Regions from separate parts of the Pan troglodytes genome. Here all the other regions are linked to region 2. A link is a contact called in public Hi-C and HiChIP or PLAC-seq data. All regions are on one chromosome and are shown on one strand. Each heading gives the region's core, a stretch centred on a gene start, on an enhancer-like site or on the middle of the called end of the contact. The rest is flanking DNA. Distances are from core to core; before and after follow the strand shown.

What was found. A called contact is a pair of places that touch in the nucleus more often than the background predicts. HiChIP or PLAC-seq counts read pairs in DNA pulled down with a chosen protein or histone mark.
Region 1: a contact with region 2 is called in a Hi-C map of stem cell-derived neural progenitor cells, with 1.6 times the contacts expected there. The contact joins the enhancer-like site here to the promoter of LBH in region 2. A contact is called at or near these places in 1 of 7 Hi-C or Micro-C datasets (stem cell-derived neural progenitor cells) and 1 of 1 datasets of contacts at active chromatin or transcription factors (stem cell-derived excitatory neurons).
Region 3: an H3K4me3 HiChIP or PLAC-seq map of stem cell-derived excitatory neurons shows a contact between it and region 2, with 8 times the contacts expected there. The contact joins the promoter of LCLAT1 here to the promoter of LBH in region 2. A contact is called at or near these places in 1 of 7 Hi-C or Micro-C datasets (stem cell-derived neural progenitor cells) and 1 of 1 datasets of contacts at active chromatin or transcription factors (stem cell-derived excitatory neurons).

Annotation. Positions count from the first base shown.
Region 1 is chr12:92,432,384-92,436,287 of NHGRI_mPanTro3-v2.0_pri, reverse strand. No RefSeq gene overlaps it. Among named protein-coding and RNA genes, the nearest start is that of LCLAT1, 42 kb to the right of the region's middle. Within about 2 kb of position 1,702, at least 6 of the 24 cell types and tissues checked have an H3K27ac peak or open chromatin away from gene starts, as enhancers often do. A contact at or near this core is called in stem cell-derived neural progenitor cells, where this site is marked.
Region 2 is chr12:92,605,940-92,610,015 of NHGRI_mPanTro3-v2.0_pri, reverse strand. LBH (LBH regulator of WNT signaling pathway) reads left to right here and starts at 2,307. Exons shown (of 3, transcript XM_016948289.3): 1 at 2,307-2,719. The coding sequence starts at 2,694.
Region 3 is chr12:92,390,641-92,394,444 of NHGRI_mPanTro3-v2.0_pri, reverse strand. LCLAT1 (lysocardiolipin acyltransferase 1) reads left to right here and starts at 2,039. Exons shown (of 6, transcript XM_515384.9): 1 at 2,039-2,223.

The sequences.
Region 1 (3,904 bases), core at 453-2,952, 170 kb after region 2:
CTGGGGGAGAAGAAAGATATGCTAGACTTTCTGCCTCTCTCTCATGATTTCTGGTGAGGTGGACTGTCTCGCTGGCAACATTTTCAGCTCCGTGAGAGTAAAAGCTATTAAAGCCTGCCTGTTTCCCACACAGCTCCTAGTACAATGCGGGTGCACACGTGTACACACACAAACACACACACAAAATTTGTAAGAGATGGGGAATAACGGTTGTGAGTACTTCCACAGGAAGGCCTCACTGTTCTGGGGACTTTTGTATCACAGGTAGGAAACTTGAACTCTGAGTGTTAAGAAATATTCCCGAGGCAGATAATTAATAAATGACTGACTCTAGATCTGAACCCATCTCTCTCTATCCCTAGAGCCTAGGTCCTTTCAACCACATCTGTAGTTGCCAGACTTTTGGATTTCATCAACCAATACAGTTTCAAAAACACTCAGCAGAGTTGCCAACATTTTATTCAGAGGATACTGTTAAAAATTGAGAAAGTTGTATTAATAACAGCCCAAAAAAGGTAGAAAATGACTTAGGAATAAACCAAATGAATTCAGCTTTATGAAATACTTCATTCCTTGTCACACGTGTTTGTGTGTGTGTATGTGTGTGTGTGTGCGCCTCTAAAAATATTGCCACTGACAGGCACCAGATTGGCGCTTGGAACAGTACTCTCTGCCCACACTTTGTCCTCTATCCCCAGTAGCACCTAGCACAATAGTACAATATCTTACGCTAAGTAGGTGCTTAAGGCTTGCTATCGAATGGCTACTATTATTTGCTCTTTTCTGTTTGGTCCTCCAAAAAGATTCCAATGATACAAGTTTACCTGTGTTGCGGATCCAGGCAACTTGCTTCATGTTGTTTAACTTTGTATTTATGGCTTCATAAAAGCTGGACTTTGCCACCACCTCCTCCTCATTTTCCCTCTAAAACAGCAAGATTTCTCCTCCTGGCAGACTCGGGAGACTCAGGATCCTCCAACAATACAGCTTTGTTTCTTTTCCCTAAAGCGATTCCATCACTTTTCCTCTGGCCAAGAACCTCACTCCCCCAGCTTCTCTGAAAATGGGGTCAGGGAGGCCTGTGCAACCCCAAGAGGCGAGTGGGCACCTTGGCCTGGGGTCCTGTGGTTCAGGAGTCCCACCCTCTTGACCCAGCTCTTCCACTGGGTTACCTTGGGAAATTCTCTCCCCTTTTCTTTGGATCTCAGTTTTTTCACATACAAAATGAGAGGGATTGGACCAAAACATTCAAAGGGTGCTCCCAGCCTTGGCAATCTGCACTTCTCTTCCATCTGGCTGACTCCAGCTCCTCCCACATCAGGGCTCCTTTTGTTTGAGAAAAGCTGGAATTTGGGGAAATTCAATGACAAGCTGGCTGTTGAGGAAGATTCTGTAATATGATCATGCAGCTGTTCGGTGATTCTACATGAGTGTAGGATCGCTTCAGGGTGGAATGTCAAGGCTTACCAGACATTATCTTGGACCAATTCTCCTTTTTCCATGAGACCAAGTCATTATCCTCAAAAGTATTACAAATTGTGCACATCCACCAGACGCCGGGAGGTGCTGGCTGGGAAGCAGAGGACCCACGCTGGGGGTCGTCCACTTCAGGTTTCTCTTTGGCTGAGATTACACTGGAGGCTGGCGAGAAGCCAGGCTATGCCCTGGAATAAATGACTTGTCAAGTCCCCAGCCATGGCCCTAGGAGGTGCGCGCACCCCCACTTAGCCTCCCATTTATCTTTACAGCAGAGAAACCAGCCACCCTGGAAGCCTACCTCACTGAGGGAAAGGCTAAATTGCAGAGCCCAAGTTTTTTAAAAAAATGTTTCTTTGAAAAGACATCCTTGCCCTTTAATTTTAGAATAGTTACTCTCTGGCACTTATCAGAACAGGGCTATTTGGATGTCATCTAGAGACAGAGAAGAAAAGGAGAAAGCTAGCAAACTGGGCTGCCTGCTGGATCGACTTTGGTTGCTCTTTCACATGCAGATCAAAAGCTTCCTAAGCAGTTAACCCTCAGCAAGGGAGTGACATCCTCTGCAAGGAGGAGGCTCCTACAAACAGAATTTAGCAGAAGTAAGCACTTCATGCAAAGGCCCGGCATCAGCCAGCACTGGAGATGTCTGGTCACCATATAAATATCCTGAAGATGAGCTTTGGCTCCACTCTAGAAACATCCAGAATAGTTCCCTGAAATCTACCAGCCGTAAAGTTCCCCAGACTCTTGGAGATTGCCTGGTAGCCATTTCTCAGTAGAGATAACTGGGGGTGGGGTAGAGGTAGGGAAGTTCCAGTCTGCAAGATCTTTTTCTCTTCAGTGGCATCTTTCTAGGCTTAGCCCTGGCAATCACTCTGAGAGCTAGAGTAAAAACAGAAAATGAAAGTCTTGGAGAAGGTGCAAGACCAAGAAAGCAGAGATGCAGAGTTGTGTGTCCAAACAACAAATATTGGGAAGGACAAAATGAGCACGAGTTGATTCAGGACAGGCCTTCAGGGAGTGGCCACAAAAGAAATTTGGGGAGCAGGCAAGAACACAGAGATCTTCAGGGGAGCTGCCTTGGGAGAAGGGATACCCAAAACTAGGGACACACCTCTGAAGAAATGTCTGTGAGTGGGAGAATGGGAAAGGACATTGCTCAGGTGGTCAAAGGACCTGCTGAAGTCAAGTCCAATCTGACCTCTGTTGAAGCCTGGGGAACCCAGAGAGAAGGGTCCCACTTGCTCAGCAGTCAGAGATGTCGGGAGGGAAAAAGCCACACCTAAGGGCAACTAGGAGAGGACGAGAGGGAAGGAGGGAGAGCTGACAAGGTGTACGGCAGAAATTAAAGGAGGTGCTAACCACCAAGATGGAGTCCAGGCCTTCTAAGAAAGAGCATTCTGATTTGCTGCTAGGGATTATGGAGAAAGATTCAAGAAATTGAAAAGGCAGAAGGAAACCTTCTCTTTAGGAACCATTTGGCCATCTCACCACAGAGGCTGTTCTCTTCCTCCTATTGCCTGATTCCTCCAATTTTAAGTACAAAAGTATGCCAGTATCACAGATTCAGAGATCAACCCTGCCTCCTCATTTTGCCAATGAAGATACCTATGGTCACGACAAGATCTGGCGGAGCCAATGCCTCCTTCCCAAATTCCTTCCACTTCTTCATCAATGACCGGCACCTGCAGGGTGTGAGTCACTGGGCTGATGCATCTCTGTGCCCCCATTTTTGGAATCTGAGTCTCCTGTGGTATCTGCCTGAGTTTGTGCCCTTAGAGATTCCCCAATCTCAGCCTCTTACTTACATGAACCTGTGTCTTCTCCAGTCATAGCATATCTGTGTCCCCTAGGTTCATGAGTATGCATCGGCCTTTGCCAGCTATAGTGAGCCTGTCTGCTGCCATCACTCACTGACAGCTGAGAAGCCTGTCCTGGCTACCTTGAGAGGATAGACTTTTGTTCTCAGGCCCACATGCTCCCCATCTCCTCTCAGGGTAGGCATGTGTGTGATTCAGTGCCAAAAGAGTGGGGAGACATGTTGGAGAGCTGGATAATATAGCATGCAAGCAGCCACTAAGACCTGGTCCGGGGTCCCTACACATTTGAAGACACACAGACGGGAGTGATGATCATGCATGGGTGCTGGTTATATTCTGCCCCAGTCCAACAATGGAACTCTCTTGAAACTGTGAAACATGGATTCCCCAGAGTTCTGATTTATTATGGGTTTACTACTTAAGCCAAAAATTTCTGTCACCTTGAGAATAGGTTAAAGGTTAAGAGGATCAATAGGGGGCCCAAAAGGATGTTTAAAACAGGTTCCATTAAACCAAGATCCCATACAAATCCAAGACAAAACCCAGAAATGAGTCTTAGGGATGAGAAGTGAGGCTTCACAGGAGGAGCTGGTTTCTGTCTGAGG
Region 2 (4,076 bases), core at 1,058-3,557:
TTATTTTATTTTATTTTATTTTATTTTTTTGAGACGGAGTCACACTTTTGTTGCCCAGGCTGGAGTGCACAATTTCGGCCTACTGCAACCTCTGCCTCCCAGGTTCAAGCGATTCTCCTGCCTCAGACTCCCAAGTAGCTGGGATTATAGGCACCCACTACCACGCCCAGCTAATTTTTGTATTTTTAGTAGAGACGGGGTTTCACCATGTTGGTCAGATTGGTCTTGAGCTCCTGACCTCAGGTGATCCACCTGCCTCGGCCTCCCAAAGTGCTGGGATTACCAGGCGTGAGCCACCGCACCCAGCCACCTCCCATATTTTCAAATGAATGGATGTGTCACTGTGATTCCAGAGGAGAAACAGAAAATGCAGACTGGGGATCACAACCCCAGGCTTATTTCTACTTTAACTTACTGACAGAGATGAACTTTAGCTAAAATGGGCATTAATAAGTTTCCCAAAGAGTAGGCCTCAGGTAATTCCCTCAATGCACTCCAATGTAGAGGATTTTTCCAGAGGCCAGATAACAGCTGGTGGAGGCCTTACTCCCCACCCTCTTCTCCAAAATGAGGCCATTTTGACATTTAGATATTTGGGAAAATGGGGAGGGAGGGAAATAGCTTTCTGAGTTTTGAAAGCTTCACATGGCAATAATCACAAACACATAAAGTGTGTCTGTTATGTGTAAAAGTGGCGCAACAGTCTTTGATCCCAGCCTCACCAGAGATTGCTACTGGGAAGAAGTGGCAGAAGGCTTCACCCTGCCCACCCGGGGTCTAGCCCAGACATTTTCCTCTGAGTGCCTGGAAGTCTCAGCCTGGAAACTAGCTCTCCAAGCATTGGCGTCTCCTGTGGCTGCCTAGATGACAATGTGCCACACCTGGCTAGTGACACTGAGAAGCTTCCCCACCCTCTGTGCAGGACATCAACAATAACCCCATCCCTGCAGCATCTCCCGTTTAGCCCCTCCATCAGGCAACACCCCCAGAGGAAGAGAATGCGTTTAGCTTGGGAGGTGGGGGAATTTCTCTGGTTGGAGGGGGCAGCCAGGGGCTTGTCATGAAGCTGTGTTTTCATAGGAAGCACACTATTTTAACTCAGGTTGTACATATAAGCATATAAGTGATTGAAAATAGCCCAGTTATTTTTAAATAAATTATTCTCATCAATTCTTATAATTTTTGTTTGGGCTGTTTTTGCGGGGACTGATGAAAATTATGAGGGTCTTCTCTCACGGCTTCCTTCAGGGTCCTACCCCTGTCGAACCTTCGCCATTAATTCTGTCATCCTTTTGCCTGAGATAAGCTATGCGTTTCCACTTTCAAGCACATATATACGGATTCAATACACTCACTGCCTTTCTTTTAATAAGCTGATTAACTTCAAAGCCAATTTAATTTTGCTTAGTTTTTGATCTCCCCGCGCCCCCTTTCCTCAGCCCCTATACACAGGTAGGTGAGGGTTCTAAAGCCATTTTACAGGCGTAATTGAAGCGGAGGCCACAGAGCGGCAGCGCTGGGTCCCGAGTGAGACTCCCATCATGTGGCTCTGGGGGGCTGCGCAGCTTTGACTGCCTGGACAGACGCCCAGAGCTGCAATTCCTGGGCAGTGTGGGAGGCGTTCGGCTAAAGCTCTTTGTTTCTGCTGTCATGAGCGACTCCTCGGAGAAGACGTGGGAGTCAAGGATGGGGGGCGGCGTGCACACCGCCCGCCCACACCTTCTGCCCCCGCGGCAGACCGGGCGTATGTGTGTCTCCAATGGAAAAATCCTACCCAGGACGACACCACATCCTTGCTCCCACAAATAAAACCTTCCACGGAACTCAGGGCTGCAGACCAGCCCTTCGCAAGCCAACGCGCCCCGTGGGCACTCGGTCCCCCGGCTCCGCGTCTCTGCCACCTTCCCACCGCTTCTTCTTTAACCATGCTTTTGTTTCTCCTCGCTGATCGCAAGGCTGCGGGCGAGGATTCCAGAGGGAGGCCTAGTCTGGGGAACAAACGCTTCAGAGGGGTCCCGAGGTGGGCTGGGGACAGCCTGTGGATGGGAAGGAGGGCGCTGGCGCCGGGCGGCTGGGGTGGAGGAGTGGCGGGCGCCCTACCCCGGCGCAGAGCAGCCGCCGAGCTGTCATGTCCGGAGCGGCCCCCGCGCCCTCCTTGCGCCCACCTCCGCCGCGCTGGAGTTCGGGGTGTGCGCGGAGGGGGCTGTGAGTGGGAAGCGGCGCGGACGCGGAGTCCGGGCCGGTGCGAGTGAGCGCGTGTGCGCGTGGGAGAGCGCGGGAGGGGGCCGGGCTCGCAGCCGCAGCGAACCACGGCCCCGGGAGCAGAGCCGAGCGCGCCCCCGAGCCGCCGCCCGCCGGAGCTGCGAGCGCTGAAGCCATTCATGATTTTGGTGACGTTATTCCAGGAGTGGGCGAGGGAGGGCGGGGCCTCTCGGGGCCAAGCCCCGCCCCCGCCCCTATAAATACGGCTTCCCGGGCTCTTTGTGGGGCCGAGAGCTCAGTGGAGAGCGGGGAGTTGTGTCCACCTTGCCGACGTCGCTAGCCGTGGGGCTGTCCTGGGAAGGCGGACGGCGAGCGCCCGGTGTCCGCACTCGGCCGCCTGCCGTGCCCGTCTGCGCCCGTGTCATCCTCACTCGGGACGCAGGGACCGTTTTTAAATCACAGGGGCGTGTGTCAGCCTGCCCTAGGACTTCATGTCTATATATTTCCCCATTCACTGGTGAGTACCCTGCGCCTGCGGCGGGCGTCCGTCTCGCGGCGGTGGCTGCGGGCCCGGGCGCCTGCTTCGTGCCGGCTCCGGGTGCGAGGGCAGCCGGCGGCGCGGGCGCTCAGCGCTAACCCGCCGCCCGAGCCAGTGCAGGAGTCAACGTCAAGGTTGCAAAGGTGGGGGCGGGGGGAGGGGGTGCTGAGAACATCCAGACAAAGGACGTGAACTCGGAGCCCTCACCTAAGTGACGGCCGGAGGGTTTGTATTGGTTGGCGGGGGAGCCAGGGGTCACGTGTGAAACCCCCCCAGTGAAACCCCCCTATGCGGAGAGCTGCAGGAGGCGCGCGCCCCACTTGGCGCAGGGGGGCTCCTGCTCTTCCCAGGCCCCTCCTCTTTTTCTTTTTGTTTGCATGCAAGTCTCAACGTCGAGGCCGGCTGCAGCGGGGCTGAGCTGGTGCGGCCGCAGGGTTTGCAGAGCTCCGGGGGGGTGGGGGGCGGGAAACGCTCTCCCCACACGTAACCCCACTAAAGCCACAAGCAGCAGGGCACACGCTGCAGCCTCTCAACCCCTGCCCTCTCCATCGCCCCTAAAAACCGACGCACATTGGTGGGGGCCGGGACTGGGAGGAGCCGCCTTCGCCGTGCTGAAGGGGAAGGAGCCCGGGCCGGGCGCGGGGCGTCGGAGGTTTGCCCCGGACCGGGGATCGGAGCCGGGAGGGATGCAGAGAGAGGCAGGCCCCTGACTGCTGGGACTTCCTTGCTGGCAGTTTCTTCCTTCCTGCTCTGGGTTAGGGGAGAAGCGGCCGGGGGCGAGCGCCGGCAGCCCCGGAGCGCGCTCTCAGGTGCGGACGTGGGGAGCTCGGCCCCGAGTCTCCGGCAGGCGCTGAGCGAAGGGAAAACCGGCGCAAGCCGCGGCGGGGTCCGGCCTGGCCCAAGAAGCGGAAAGTTCATGCTTCTCGCTTCAACTTTTCGGGCCGGCGCCACAGCCCCGAGCGAGGAAGAGCCGCCCCTACGTCAGACTCTTCACCCTGCGTGCGCTCTTCTGGCTCCTTTCTTTGGAGGTCGCCAGCAGCCTTTCCAAGACCCGGGAGGAAACTGCCTTTGCAGGGCCCAGCTCCCGAACCTAAACTTGCCGCAAAGTCCCGCATCTTCTCTTAGTCTCCCTGCCCCCATCCGTCCCAGCCTGGCAGTGTTTAGAGAGGGGACTGAACTTCCCTCTCTCAACAGTTCAAGTTCCCCCACCCCGAGGCTTGTGTACCCTTCTTGTGGGTGCCCCTCCCTTGCCTCTCCCGTGGTGTGTGAGCAGCTAGGTGCCTTATTATAGGTGAAGCTTTGAAGGCTGTTGGAGGCTTTGTGCCTTTGGCTGCTC
Region 3 (3,804 bases), core at 790-3,289, 220 kb after region 2:
AATTCAGGAGCTTGCTATATTGGTGATATTTTAAAATAATTATGTAAAAAACTGGGGGGGTAGTTTTAGAGTTAGGAGAGATGTAAAGAGAGTACAGGGATTTTTCCATATATTCTTCACCTAGCTTCCCCTTATGTCAACATCTTGTGTAAACATAGAACATGTATCAAAACAAAGAATGATCCTGGTACAATAGCATTATGTAAACTATACATCATTTTGGATGCTGAAGTGGTCCAATGATCTTGGGCACGTCAAGACATTTTCCCCGGAATGAAAAACATGTTACTACACCTTGCACCTCTGCCAAAAAGAAAGAAGCATGACACTTAGCAGATCTCTGAGTTTAGAAATCAGCATATTTTGCCCTTGGGAATTCTGTTCCTGTCCCTTTAGCAGTTGATGTGGAAGGTGGCTACTGATAAGTAGCTCAGATCAAGAAAGGGCTCAGGGCCAGGCGCGGTGGCTCAAGCCTCTAATCCCAGCACTCTGAGAGGCCAAGGTGGGTGGATAGCTTGAGCTCAGGAGTTCGAGACCAGCCTGGCAACATGTTGAAATCCTGTCTCTACAAAAAACACAAAATTAGCTGGGCATGGTGGCAGATGCCTGTAGTTCCAGCTAGTCTGGAGGCTGAGGTGGGAGGATTGCTTGAGTCCAGGAGGCAGGGGTTGCAGTGGGCCACAATCATGCCACTGCACTCCAGCCTAGGTGACAGAGCGAGACCCTGTCTCAAAAAAAAAAAAAAAAAAAAAAGCAAAGAAAAGAAAAAAGAAAGAGCCCAGCACTGTCCTCTGTGGTTAGGGCGGTAAGGGCAACCTTGCCTCTTGGGCTGTATCACCGGACACACCTCACAGTGCTAGAGCTCTCTGCAATGGAGCTGCAAAGGCTATGAGGAACCTCTGGCAAGCCCCCAAAGAACCACAGTAGAGCCCTTGAAGGTTCTGGATCATAGCCAGGCCAACTCTTAACAACAACAAAAAAGAATTGGGAGATCTTTTATTCCAGTAATCTTATTTTAAAGGTAAAAAGGAGGCCTAAAGTCATAGGCATAATTGGCAGAATTGACTTTTGTTCTGGTGTTTCTCTCTGTAGTCATTCTTCACTTTCTGATGCAATTTTAGCACATCTTAAATACTAAAATGTTTTGGAACAAACTTAGAGAAATTATGAAGCTAATTTAGGAAAAGAGCACAAGAATCTTTGATTTACAGGCAATTTGGGGATATAATTTAGCTATATTGAAGCTATGCAGCCAACATGTAGATGGTCATTATTATTACACCATAAATTTTGTGAGGTCAGGAACCTTGTTAATTTTAAAAATATTCACTCTGTGCTTTGTTGAATAAACGGATAAAACGTATAGACATACATGAACTACTGATGAGTGGCTGTGTGTGATGTGTAGCTATGTTTATTATTTTTAAGATTCTTATTGTATTTGTTGAAGGCCAAGTTGAGGAGGGAATTGCTTAAGGGAAATGAAAAGGGGTTTAACCACAGTCCCCACCATTCAGGGGCATGCGATCTAGTAGGTTAGGGGACAGACACACCATGGTAGGTGATCGAGACCTTTTAAGAGCAGTGTGATGAAATTGCTATGGGAACTGGGAGGAAACATTTTCTAGGACTGGGGAAACACTGAGTGTGCTAGAAAAACTTTGTGCTCCTGCCTGATCAGGGAACCTGGGTTCTATAACTGCTTCTACTACTGATTTGTCCTGTGACTTCGCGCACCAAATTTAGGCTTGTAAATTAAACTCCCAGATTTCTGTTTTCCATTTTGCAGCTCTAGGGGTTGAATGAACCATTAGGTTCCCTCGGACAAATGACCTCCGCTAATTTCCTATTTCGTTGTTTTCTCACCCCTACACCCCACCGTTCCGTGGGTCCCTCCTCTCCAGGAGGTCAGACGAGGAAATAAGCGCGGCCTCTTTAAAGGAGCTCTCAAAGAAAGGTACCCGGGGTAACCCGGGCTGTGGAGCAAGGGCGGGGCGCCGGGGACCCGGGCTTCCCACGCAGCCGGGGACGCCGTTGCGTCACGGCGCCTGCAGCCAATCAGGACGTAGCCTTCCGGGACGCATTACTAGGGCGACGGCCGGACGCCTCCGCGTTACGGGATGAATTAACGGCGGGTTCCGCACGGAGGTTGTGACCCCTACGGAGCCCCAGCTTGCCCACGCACCCCACTCGGCGTCGCGCGGCGTGCCCTGCTTGTCACAGGTGGGAGGCTGGAACTATCAGGTGGGGTTACGGCGCGAGGAAAATGGCGGCGGCCGGGGGATCTCAGAGGTGCAGGAAGGGGAGCTGCAGCCCGGGCTTTTCCTCCTGAGCCATGGACCTTCCCCGGGCCGCGACCTCGGGTAACGGCCACTGGCCTGGCATTTGGGGTCCCGGTGCAGGTGGCGGTAGCGTCGCTGGCTCAGGTGGAAGGAGGCGCGGGGAAGCGACTCCTGGAGGCTGGCTGAGGCGTCAGGTGCTGAGGGGCCGCGCGAGCGGCGAGGGCGAGGTAGCCGCGGGGCGAAGAGGGTCCCGTCGGTGTTTACGCTAGGAGCGTCAAAACCTTCCTCCTGCGACCTCAGCGGGTCTGGGAGCTGCACCGTCCCGGAACGCAACCTGAGGTCTGACCCTGTTAAATCCCATGCACTAAAACGTCTCAAGTGGTCACCACGTGCGGGGCTTCGACGAGAGCCGTGGAGAGCAGGGGTTGGGGCTGTCTTCCCTGCGAGTCCTGCAGGCGCCAAAGGCCTGCCTGTAGGTGCCCAGAGTGGCAGTGCCGCGAAAAGAAAGGTAGGCCCTAGCCAGGGCGGATGCCAAACCTGATCTTTAAGGTGTGTCGTAGCTTCTAATTGCCCATTTGAAAAAAAGAAGTTGAAAGATACGGCACTTAGATGTGGTTGTGGAGATGTTTTGCTTTCTTGTACTTCCCTGGTTCAGGTGGCTTCCCTGGAAATACTGCATCTGCCTTTAAAGTTCATTAACTATGTTTCTTGTGTACATGGCAGTAGATGAGATTAGGGATTGAGAGTCACTTTAAGTCCAAGAAAAGTATTGAAGATATGTGTTGAAGGCATTACCAAGATGAAATATTTATTCATATCATTAACTTATTTGTTCAAAGAAACGTCATGTCATGAAATATAACTACGTGCGTTAGTTTTCAAAAAACTGACTTGGGCCGGGCGCGGTGGCTCACGCCTGTAATCCCAGCACTTTGGGAGGCCGAGGCGGGTGGATCATGAGGTCAGGAGATCGAGACCATCCTGGCTAACAAGGTGAAACCCCGTCTCTACTAAAAATACAAAAAAAAAATTAGCCGGGCGCGGTGGCGGGCGCCTGTAGTCCCAGCTACTCGGGAGGCTGAGGCAGGAGAATGGCGTGAACCCGGGAAGCGGAGCTTGCAGTGAGCCGAGATTGCGCCACTGCAGTCCGCAGTCTGGCCTGGGCGACAGAGCGAGACTCCGCCTCAAAAAAAAAAAAAAAAAAAAAAAAAATGTTTTCTTTTTCAAAGGCTCTAGCAATGTCCTAGAATGAACACATATTTCAAGCCAGTAGTTTTGTTTGTGATCTTGTGTAAATAATAATCATGGTTTATTCCATTGGCGTCCAATAGTGATTTGTGTGGTAACAATTACATTTACTTTGGTTAAGTGGTATATTCTTCTTACTTTTGTTGCCCATTAGTTAAAAAGTTATTTTCAAACAGAGTTATGACTAATTTCTTTTTTTTTTTTTTTTTGAGAGGGAGTTTCGCTCTTGTTGCCAGGGCTGGAGTGCAATGGCACGATCTCGGCTCACCACAGC